Linked DNA regions of Zea mays: regions 2 and 3 are each linked to region 1. Evidence: chromatin contacts called from public Hi-C data. All regions are on one chromosome and are shown on one strand. The core of a region is the stretch at or near the end of the contact, and the rest is flanking DNA. Distances in the headings are between cores, read along the strand shown.

Evidence for each region. A called contact is a pair of places that touch in the nucleus more often than the background predicts.
Region 2: a Hi-C map of leaf shows a contact between it and region 1, with 3 times the contacts expected there. The contact joins the promoter of LOC100272333 here to the promoter of LOC103650588 in region 1. A contact is called at or near these places in 3 of 25 Hi-C or Micro-C datasets (ear, leaf and tassel).
Region 3: a Hi-C map of tassel shows a contact between it and region 1, with 3 times the contacts expected there. The contact joins the promoter of LOC100284822 here to the promoter of LOC103650588 in region 1. A contact is called at or near these places in 3 of 25 Hi-C or Micro-C datasets (ear, leaf and tassel).

What each region holds. Positions count from the first base shown.
Region 1 is chr3:135,311,826-135,315,814 of Zm-B73-REFERENCE-NAM-5.0, reverse strand. It overlaps LOC103650588, which reads right to left and starts at 2,220. Exons shown (of 12, transcript XM_008676156.4): 1 at 1,973-2,220; 2 at 1,546-1,855; 3 at 1-36. The coding sequence starts at 2,133.
Region 2 is chr3:134,805,676-134,809,664 of Zm-B73-REFERENCE-NAM-5.0, reverse strand. It overlaps LOC100272333 (Bifunctional 3-dehydroquinate dehydratase/shikimate dehydrogenase chloroplastic), which reads left to right and starts at 2,367. Exons shown (of 10, transcript NM_001146817.1): 1 at 2,367-2,740; 2 at 2,949-3,054; 3 at 3,335-3,553. The coding sequence starts at 2,496.
Region 3 is chr3:135,618,209-135,622,197 of Zm-B73-REFERENCE-NAM-5.0, reverse strand. LOC100284822 reads right to left here and starts at 1,915. Exons shown (of 5, transcript NM_001157717.1): 1 at 1,296-1,915; 2 at 671-791; 3 at 445-564; 4 at 69-299. The coding sequence starts at 1,651.

The sequences.
Region 1 (3,989 bases), core at 971-3,470:
CTCTCGATCCCACTCGTCTTCATCTTCTCCTGCTTCCTGAAAAAAGGGCAGGGACCTTGTTGCATTAGAAAATTGATAATAATATTGAAGTATAGCATTTGATATTAGATTTTTTGTATCAACTAAAGATGCAACTAAAAAACTAAATATATCCAATTAGCTAGTAAAATTGTGCACCACTGAAACTTTCCAAGATGATGAGAAGCTTGTATCCAAGGATTAAGCATTAGTACACTATCTGGCGAGTCAAAAAAAAAAATGACACCAATAGTCTATTGTAGAAAATTGATAAGATGCTGTTTAGATGAAATTAGAGTTCCCTTTGACACCTAACTAAACAGCAAGAGCTAGAAAATAACAAACTAGTTATTAACTCATGTATCTAACAGGGGAAGCTAGGCTACCCACATTTCTGCATGGTAATCATACAAGCATACAGCACCGATCAAAATTAGTGTATAGGCAAAGGCGCAAAGCTCCATGAGCCACAGGTCTGTTTCCAAAGCTTAGGTACATTATACAGGGTTGTTTGTATCATAAACCTACATGGACATAAGTTATATAACCCCACAGCTCTCCTAATGAACTGCTTTAGCCATTTCTCACCAGTGAAGGCCTAGGTAACGTCCAAGAGCACACCATACACAACACGATAACCACGTGTATGCACACAAGCTCAAAATTCGAGAACGACTCTTTTTGTGTGCCACATGTCACCATGCATGTAACCGTTTCGAAATATCCATAATATCGCTTTGCATCCAACACTTTATTAGGAAACTTAAAATCATCTGGAAAACCCGAAAGCTCAGGCAGTCAGGCACCAAATAACATCAGAATATCATCATACAGCTATACCTCACTAAACATGAATACGTTACCGATCTGAACACTAAACGAAAAACCTAAAATACTACTCCATCTGCTCTAAATTATATAGCTCGCTTTGGCTGTTCTAGATATACAGACTATACAGTTAGAGATATATAGGTGGATAGCAAAAGCTATGTACCTAGAAAAGCCAAAATGACCTACAATTTTGGATATGAGTCCGTACTTATTACAGTTGCAGCACCTCATGAGCAACCCACGGGAAAAAAACATCACTGGTGGAAAAGCCAGCGCCAATACTGCCACCCGCAAAACATTAGCAATGTCATGGCTGCGTGTGCCCACTGATGCTCAGTGACTAGGTTGTGCGTGCCAGTACCGAATGATGGTGCTAATTAACCACAGTAATACAATCCCAGCACTAGGCTGCCCCACAATTCCCAAGAGGAACAGTCTTTCGTCGACTGCAATCCTATAAACCTCAACACAAAAGAATGCAAACTTCTACAACATGCATAAATCAGATTCCTTTGTCCCAGCCAAGAATTCCATGCAACTCATAGCAAAAGACCACAAGCATCCCACAATCCAGCACGAAGATAAGCCACGCTAGGCACAGAACCCACTTGAAATTTTCCCACGAACACAAGGCAGCAAGCACACTAGCCAGGACACACGGCAAAACAGCGACGGAAGGGAGAGAGATCCGCTGACCGGCGATCCGTAGGCACCGCTCTCGAAGCGCCTGGCGAGGTCCTCTGCCGCGGCGGCGCCGCGCTGCGCTGCCGCCCGGCGCGCCTCGTCCTCCCCATCCTCAGGGTCCGGCTCCAGGGGCGGCACTTCCACCTGCACCGTCGCCGCATCCTCGTCCACGGCCCCAGCCGGCCGCAGCAGCCACGGATCCACGAGGAACCCCTCGAGCACCGCCGCCGTGCCCGCCCATACCGCCGCCGCAGCACCACCCCCTCCTCCCTTCCTCGCCGCTGCGGCGCCGAACCCTAGCTCGCAGTCGCACACCCTCCTGCTGCAGAGGAACAGAGGGAGAGATGGAGGTGGCGCCACCCGCCCGTCAGAGCGCGCGAGCGTTATAGAGAAGGATGAGGGGGTGACGAGACAGAGAGGTCAGAGGGAGGGAGATTACCAAGTGATGGGGCACGCGACGTGAAACGCCATGGAAGGGAGCGACGGGGGGCGAGGCGGCCAGAGCCCAGATGGGTGGTCGCGTCGGTAATCTGATTCGAAACGAATTTGGGGGAGGGTGGTCGGGTGGGGTTTGGACGCGTATTGGGGAAATTTTGACATGATTCGGGGATGGTTTGGTGTAATTTGCGTTTGGAATTGGGTTCGGACTTCGGAGGCGCGAGCGGCGGGGAGGGGAGAGGTGAAGGAGCACCAAGACGAGGAGGGTAAGCGGTGTGGTTTTGAGGATAGGTCCCTGCACGAGTAGGGTTTTCTGAACAAGGTCTCTGGATGGGTAAGGGTGGCAAAAAAAAAATTGGTGGGGCAGGCCCGCGGGGATCCGACCCGACCCACTAGGAGTGGGGAACCATAAAGATATAATCAGATCGGATACGGTTGGATATCACTAAAATCATATTTTTTCGGATTCGAATACAAATATTTTTGGATGCAAATACGGATAGTCGTGTATTGAATACGAAACTAGCTGGTCATGGATAGCGTCAGTAACGATTTTTTTTGTCGGATACCGTGTAAGACACCCATTTCACATATACCATGGTTCTTGTAATTATTTAGCTACTCCTTTGAGTCCAAAATTTTTAAGAAATATATGTGAACATATGTTGTGATTTTATAAAATTTCATAAATTTCTGAGGCTATTTGTGTACTATTAATTTCTTTCTGCAGAAGATCATCAAAATACAATTAAATTCATAAAATATTCTAGTGTCGACCAAAAATTACAAATGAGTTAGCAAGGCTAATAAACATTCTATAAGAAGATAACCACAAGTCCCCACATAAAAATGATAAAATGAAGTATTGGTTATATTAAACTTGATACTTATAGTGATTTCACGTGTAACTTATGCAACAAGTGAAAGAGAAATGGAAGAACTGCTGGCATCTTGTGAATTTTATGGTCCAATATTTTTAGGATTATATTTGGACACATATTGTGCCTCCTATAAAACTTCATGAATTTATAAGGCTATTTGTGTGTTATTAATTTTCTTTCTTTAAAAAATCATCAAAATGCAATTAAATTCATAAAATTATTCTAATGTCGACTGAAAATTACAAATAAGATATCAAAACTAATAAATATTCTATAAGACGATAACCTCAATACACCACATGAAAATGATAAAATGAAGTATTGTTTATGTTGAAACTTGGATACATAAAGTGATTTCATGTGTAACTCACATAACAAGTGGAAGTGAAATAGAAGAAACGTTGGCGTCTTATAGATTTTGTGGTCTAAACATTTTTTAGGATTATATATGGACATATGTTGTGCCTCTGTAAAATTTCATGAATTTCTGAGGCTATTTGTGTATTATCAATTTAATTTTGCAAAAAATCATTAAAATACAATTAAATTCATAAAATATTCTAGATTAGACAAAAAATGCAAATAAGTTACCAAGTGTAATAAACTTTCTATAACAAGATGACCTCAAGTCCCCATATGAAAATGATAAAGTCAAGTATTGATTATGTTAAAACTTGGATACTTAGTGATTTCATATGTAACTTATGCAACAAGTGAAAGTGAAATAGAAGAAATGATGGCATATTGTGGATTTTATGGTCCAAACATTTTTTAGGATTACATGTGGACATATGTTACGTCTCTGTAAATTTTCATGAATTTATAAGGCTATTTGTGTATTGTTAATTTATTCCTGCAGAAAAGCATCAAAAACAATTAAATTCAGTAAGTATTTTAGTGTCAGCCAAAAAATGCAAACAAATTACTAAGAGTAATAAACATTCTATAATAAGATAACCTCAAGTCCCTACATGAAAATGATAAAGTGGAGTATTGATTACGTTGAAACTTGGACACTTGGAGTGATTTTATGTGTAACTTACACAATAAGTTGAAATGAAATAGAAAAAATGATGGCATCTTGTAGATTTTATGATCCAAACATTTTTTAGAATTATATATGGACATATGTTAAGC
Region 2 (3,989 bases), core at 1,118-3,617, 510 kb after region 1:
GCTGCTGCTTCCCGACGCTCAAACCCTATCAGTCGAGCAGAGCTACACTCGCATGCTCAGCCACTCGCACGCTCAATTCCTCTCGTGGTTACTATAGATGCTTTTTGGGCCAATAATAATGCTTGTGCCTCTAACAATTTTTTGGCCCAAGACTAGGGCCCCGGTCCTAGTGGCCATAGGCCTATATCCGCCACTACGTGCCGCCGACGGGGTGGGACAACCGCGTGCAGCCGTGCACGAGCTGAGGCCCGAGGGTGCCTGATTCTAGGATATCTAGCAGCTTACTCATTCTCGTATCCATATTCAAACTTCACTCTACGAATAGTATAATCTACAGTACAAAATAGTATTTTGGGTGATCATATGGGTGAGAAGTTGGACATGGTTCTAGTTGTCGCCTGCAGGGGCAGGGCACGCAGGTTCACTGGTTCAGTACCAATTTGGTCTTTTCTTTGGCGTTCTCCATCCGACCTTATTCTTTCAGCTTTTGACTGTTGGAATCAGTTTCTGGCTACCAAACGTTTTGCTTCTCGATACGCTTCTGTGAAAATCGTTCAAATTAATATGAATGCAGAATTCGTCGAATCATTGCAATAGGAGAAATCCACTGTTTCTTAAACCCTGAACCATGAAGTCCTCATTATCTTCCTCCACACACAAGCCCCACGATATGACAGCTCAATTATTTAGGAATCCAGATTCTCAGAGGGACAATTTAGAAAATAAAACTATCCCAAAAAGGCCCATTGTCACGGCCTCATGATGGTTGCTATAACTCAACCTCCATTTCCATCCCTTATTTAAAACATCACTCTATAAACATCTACAATGTAAAATGGTGTTTTGTACTACCATATGGACGATATGTTATAGCCTTTAGTGGGGTTGAACAACGTAAGATCAAAGGTGAGGTTGATGCTTCTAACTTGAAACGAAATTCGCAGGGGCCATGCTGCGGAATGGTAGTGAAGTGTCATATCAAACCATTACTAGTACAATGATCGAGCATTGCGACGTCACACAAATTCTTCGAAAAAATGTTAGTGCATAATGATTCCATAAACACCTTAATATCTTACAAAGAAACGTGGAAAAAAGAAAATATATGTCTACACACGGCTAGGCCTCAACAGACTCCGTCCATCCTTCGACAAGAGGATCTTCTTCCTGTTCACCTCCGCCTTCCCCCTTCACCAGTTCTGCGGCCTCGTCTTACCTCCCTGTCATTGTTGTTGGCAACTTCTTATTAGCATAGGTCGGCATCAACGACTAGGAGAAGGCGGCGACCCGATGACGATGTTGGCAATGCTGATGTCCACGACGCGATGGGGCAGTGATGATGAGCGACTAGAGGAGTGTCGCCGAGGAGGACTGAGCCGCCCATCGGCCCGTTAGCGAGACGAGTCACGACAGGAACGCGAATGATTTATAGCGGGCCATTAGTTTTGCATCATGGGCGAGATGAGCCTTATCCATAGGAAATGGAGAATAACCATGTGTTTCGTGCGTGACACACAATATGCTTTATAGTAGAGATGTTGTGCAAACATCAAACCATTATGTTGTGTACAACTCTCAGTTCATGTTGTTCATGTGTCCATACTTCAGAGTTCAGATACTTGTGCAAGTCTTGTGTTTTTGGCTGGTCACAGTTGCAACCCCTTTTCTGATCATGTCAATGCATTTATGTGTCACTAGGGATATCTGATATCACGGTTTGGATGGGGAGAGTCTTGTTGTGGAGAGGTGATTAACTGTTTACGCAGCAAAAACTTGTTTAGATTATTGGATAAATCTCTTACTCATTCAATCTACAATATTATTTAAATCATCTTTTATCTTTTTCCTTATCCCTCCCCTGCCGCCCCCAACATCTCTCTCCCCTTATCCTCGCCGCCCCTTTCCCCTCACTCGCGCCGCCATCAATCTCTCCCCTCGCGCCATTGCCACCACCGTTGACCCCTTTCTTCCTCTCTCTCGGATTGTAGCATTAGCATGACCTATATGCTAATAACAATAGGAATAAAAAAATGTAGGACTAGATTTGCACAAAAATAGACTGATTTTTTCATGGGAAAATAAAAATCTCGAAAAATAGGTTTGCCGAACTAGCCCTATGATTAAAATCCTCTAAAACTTCTAATTGTTTTCTTTGTTACAGAGATGAGCGAAGTTTTTGCAAAAAAAACCACAAGCCCCGTACTATTAGAAAAAACTATAAAATTCATGTAAAAATAAGTTATTGAGTCCATCTAGGCTTCTGGCCGTGACACGCCCGACGTCAGGTCGATTTTTAGTTAGTTTTGAAAAGTTACGCATCTTATTTCACTGCCAGCCCTCTGAAAAAAAATTAAAAAATGAGGTCCCAGTTCCACACTTCCACCCACCTCCAGAGCCAAAAGAGCCGGCGGTGGCCGGCAGCCAAAACCCACGTCGGATTTCGCCGCCGCCGCCAGGAGCTAGGGGACAAGGCAACGCCGGCAGGTGCAACATTTATGCGTGTACCGCCCGGCAGCCACGCGTACACTTCTGCCGCAGAGCTAAACGCGCCACTCCGCGGCAAGCTGATCTGCTGCTCCCAAGTCCCACCAGCCACCGCACCGAGTGCCAATGGCGACTGCAGCGACTTCTACGCCGGCGGCGTGGCAGTCTACTCTGGTCTACTCTGGTCTACGCCATGCAGGGACCTGCCCGTGCTTCTCGCCCAGCCCCGCTCGCTCCCCGTCATCGTCACCTACAGGTTTGCATCTTCTTCTCGGGGACACCTTCTTGGCGCATTCTGTGAGCACTTGGTTCTGGCTGGTTTCAGTACAATTGAAAGGGGAATTTGTTTTTTTTTCTTTGTAGTTTTCAGACTGTGTTTCTATTGTACCATCAGTGGAACAATATGTATTTGCTCAGTTAATCTCGTATGAAAAGAAATGTATTTCTTGGTTTTGATTGTGCAGGCCGAATTGGGAGGGAGGCCAGTACGCAGGCGAAGATGAGCCACGGTTTGAGGCGCTTCTACTGGCAATGGAGCTGGGAGCTGAATATGTCGATGTCGAGTTCAAGGTTGGCTCCGTCCTCACTCCTTTTAATTTAATTTCAGACTGTCACAATTCAAAAGGCTAGTTTGCAGGGCAAAGAATTTGTCCTTATTCATTTGATTTTAGGACCATTTCGTGAGGCTTGGCGAATTCATAGCTTTATGTGTGCAGTACTACTGAATTGGATATCTGAGAGTTCAGAGTTGGAGTACATTTCGATGCAGTTTCCTTCTTGTGCTTAATTACATGTTTTTGGGACAAGTGAATCACTTTTCAATTGTCACTATTACCATGCTGCTCTGCAGGTCGCCGACAAATTTATGAAGTATTTGTCTGGGAAGAAACCTCAAAACTGTAAGCTCATCATTTCAGCATACGACTACAAGACCACTCCATCGGTACATGAACTTCTGAATTTAGTAGCTCAGATACGAGCAACGGGGGCTGACATTGTGAAAATTGAAACCACTGCTGCTGACATTGTAGACACATCAAGAATGTTTCAAGTACTTGCACATTGCCATGTGAGTTTTACTATATCCAAGTTTGTGATATTCTTGACTGAGATATGAACTTTTGCCAAATTATCCATAGCACTCACGGCTCTCTGCTAATTCTAAAACAAACTAGTGCACTTCCAATCTCCAGCAAGTCGTTGTATGAGGATAGCAGTATAACTGGTTTATTGGTGACTAAACGCGGATTATCATTGGAGAGCTAGGGGCTAGGCTGCTACACCTACGGATTTCCTCATATCAAATGCTCACATTTCAAGACTGTAGTAATGAAATCTCTGACCTGTTATCACTAAGACCGAAAAGGATCATATTAGGGGAAAACAGTCAGGGAGGCCCCTAGTGCGATACACTTGAATATGCTAAATAACATGAAGTTATGTGCAATATGGACAAATAAAACTATATACATTTAGCGATCGATATGAATGACTAGCTATTGAAC
Region 3 (3,989 bases), core at 666-3,165, 310 kb before region 1:
TGTATGAGAAGTACATGTGCATATGGAACACCTCCTATAGTCCTATGCCTGCAATAATAGTAAACTACCTGTGTCATGTTGGGGGCAAACACCATGGCTACGTTCCTAGCATTCATCTTGTTGAGCTCCTCCTCTTCGACAACATCAGACATCAGCTCGACAGCCCAATTGAGGAGTGCCGCCTGAGTGGGGCGCAACAGTGTCACAAGCTCAAGGAACTCCCCTTCAGAATTGCATTGAAGCACTTGCTGAGGGGACAGGCCATCCAGGACACCTTCTGGAAGTTCCCTGAACCATGCCTGTCCAATTTAAATGTGCAGAAGTTTCAGTTCCCTTATTTCATGGAACTGGTGTTGATGTATGTTCAAAATCAGTTAAAAATAGTGAGTCACAATGTAGATGGAACATAGTTTCATGGTTGCTTCAAGCTAATGGATGTCCTACCTTAATCAGGCTAGCCAAGCAGTGAACATCAATGTCATCAGGTACAATTCCTTTGTTCAGCTGGTCCCTCACGTGCTCCTCTTGGTCATTCTCTGGATTAATGCGAAAGATCCCCTCAGACTGAAAATGGAATTTTAGTAATTCCATAGGAGCAAATCAGTTTCATGTCACATGACAAACACTCAAAAGTCTTAGTTTTATAATAGATTCATGCCACATGACTAACCTTCAGCCCCCCGTGGGCATACAGCCTCTCCTGCAAGAGCAGCAATATCGTGGGGACTGAATTTCCCTTGCCATCGTATGTGCATTGCATCAATTCAGCCGAGACACCAAAAACGCTGGCGCTAGAGAAAATAAAAGAGAATGAGCTTGATGAATTCACAAGTCATGGATTGATGAGTTCAACTGGCAAAGCTTGGGGGACAATTCATACGGTCCAACACAAATTCAGACTTGTTACAATGTGTGACTCAGGAATAAGAGTTCCACCGGATTAGTGCCAATGTTGCTGTAATTGCACAAAAGATCTGCTTAATACAGTGCATAAGGAATAGGAATTAAATGCATCAGTTGAACTCATGTTTGCACTTTGAAAATCCAGGCATACATCTGCAGGAACTGAAGTTTTGCTCTAGTTATCAGAACTCTGGCGGAACAGCATCCTCAGATAAGAACATGCTCCAAAGTCCAAACTGGGAGCACTCAAAATCATAAACTCATCCTTCAGAAAATCAATTTTTTTCAGTATGACTCTTGCCCCGTAAGCGAAATTTTCTACGGAAGCTTCGATTTTGAATCTTACGGTGACGCGGGAGGGAGACAAGGAGGTGGTGGGGACGGTTGCTCACCTGGCGCTGGGCACGCGGCAGGGCATCTCATCCTCGAACTCGACGGGGAGGCCGAGGAAGCCGTGGAAGCGGTCGAAGGTGACGTGGGCGACGTGGCGGACGTCGGTGGGCCAACCGATCTCCATCTCCTCGAGCGCCACCGCCGCGTCCTCCTCTCTCGCCGGCCACCCGGCTCCGGCGGCCCCGCGCTCCACCCGGCACGCCACCACGGAGCGCCGCACGGCCGCGAGCAGCAGCTCCAGAACCGCCGCCCGCCGCCGCCGCTCCTCCTCCCCGCCACCTCTGCCGCCGGCGGCCCTCTTCGCCCCGCCGCCACCCTTGCACCCCGCGCTGGAAACCACCACCACCCCCGTCATTCCCGGTTCACGACTCCTCCGGCCGCCTCACGCAGCAACCGAGGAACCAAACGGGCATGAACCTCGACCCCTTTTTTCTCTGTAAGCTCCGTGAGTGCCCTTCCCAGCTGCTTCTCTCTCCTCGTCGGAAACTCTCTGCCGTCACACGGACCCGAGTTTACTCCCCCCTCGGCCCCTCTCCTTGTGGAGTCCTTCCCCTCTCTCGGTGGAGTTCTGGGAGAAAACCGAAGCGAAAGCAACGGGCTTTCCCTCACTCCTATTCTGCTTCTTGAAGACAGCAGCAGAGCTCCGTCAGCGAGGTGGAGCAATTAATGAAGAGGCGGACAGAACAAGTGGACTGAAACGCGAATAGTTTTGAACGGAGAGGGGGCGCGACGCAAAACTGGCCAGACCGGATTCAAACTCTGACGACCCGACCGTGGCCTTTCCGCTGCAGAAAAGTGACGACAGCGACCGACTGGCTCTTTTTTCAGAGGCTCACTCAGAACACTGTACCTCTCGTCCATATACAGTCCAGTAAAATTACCGACGGGTCACTACAAAATCAAAAATTCTATATCTGTAGCTAAAATTATTTTAGAGCATACGCCATTGGCAGATTTTTTTTACCTCGTCACTGCTCTATTCCAATAAGGCTGGTGCCAATGCAGCACATAGCCCGGACGGTATCGACCGACATAATTAGCGGGAGCGGTAGGGGCGGGCCCAAGATTAAATTTATGGTATGAGTATTCGAAATTTTAGTAGACATAATTTTTTTATAGCCTAAATTTGTTATCCATGAGAAACGGATAATTATCCATCGGACACAGATATATTATAATTTGTTATCCACGGGTATGAGTATAAATATAATAAGGTATGAGATGATAATTTTTTGTGGGTATGAATATATAGTATCCATACCCGTTACCCGATGTGTATTTAACATTAGTATAGATCTATACCTATGAACGTATATGGGTACGAGTATGGATTTAATTTTGTCTCGTAGTTATGGATTTGTAAACCATATACTCGTGTTTCTAACCACGCGATTGTTATCCATAGTCACATGACAGGGAAATGAAAAAGGCCAGCAAAAAACGAAGTTTGGGGACAAATAGCTGTAAGCCTATACAACAAAGTTATTTTATATTTTTACAATATTTTAGTGTATAAACATAATATGTATACATATACATAAATTTTGTTGCCAGAAAAAATGGGTATTCAATTGAATACCCTTGTTTCTACATGGGCACGCCCCTGGGGAGCGGGGCAATAGGTGGACGGGTGCAGCTCGGCAGACGATGCTGCCACTGCCTCGCTCTTGCCCGTGCTGGAGCGCGCTCCCTAGCGAGAGGGAGGCGAGCGGCGTGTTGGCGGTGGCGTCTCGCGGGCGAGAGCGAAGGGGCGATAATAAGGTGACAACTTCGGATGCTATCCGTTACCACTAGCCGTTTTTAATCGTTTGAAGTCTAAATAAATAGAAGAAATGCAAAAAAACTTAAATTTCATCCCCACTCCATCCATAAATATCTCTACCTGGGTGGAGCTCATTACACACCATTTTATCTCGTTTCTATCCTCCAAACTCGCCTTTTATACCCATCTTCACGCCATGTCTTCTTCGAGCACAAACTCAAGTGAAGGAGTCGAAGGTGCATTGTGGAATGCATTGCAAGCAGCCATGGAGGAGGCTATGCTTAAGCTCGATGAAGAGTTATCGAGCCAGCCCAAGCATCATCGAAGCTACATCAATCATGATTGTGAGTATTCTCATGATCGCATTAGAGTGTCTAGAGAAGTTTAGTGAGGCTATCATTCATTGTTATGGGGAGGACTTCTGTCATCGACCTAATGTCACAGATACTCATTATCTACTAGCAAAAGTAGAAGAATGTGGCTTTCCAGGCATGTTAGAAAGTATCGATTGCATGCATTGGCAATGGAGGAATTGTCCGGTCGCCCATGCCGATCAATTCACAAGGGGGATATCAAACATCCCACCATCATTTTAGAAGTTGTTGCATCGAATGATCAGTTGATCTAACATGCTTTTTTAGGGTGGTCGGATCTAACAATGACATTAACATACTCAATCAGTCGCCATTATTAATTGATGTCCTTCAAGGTCAAGCACTCGTAGTGAACTTCATGGTTAATGGACACGAATACAATAGTGGATACTATCTTGCTGACGGCATCTACCCTTCCTGACCGGTGTTCATCAAGGGTATTCCTCTTCCACAAAGTGAGAAACATCAATTATTCATAAATGCTCAAGCAACATGGCGCAAAGATGTCGACTGCGCTTTTGGAGTGTTGAAATCTCGGTTCAACATTATAGCAGTTC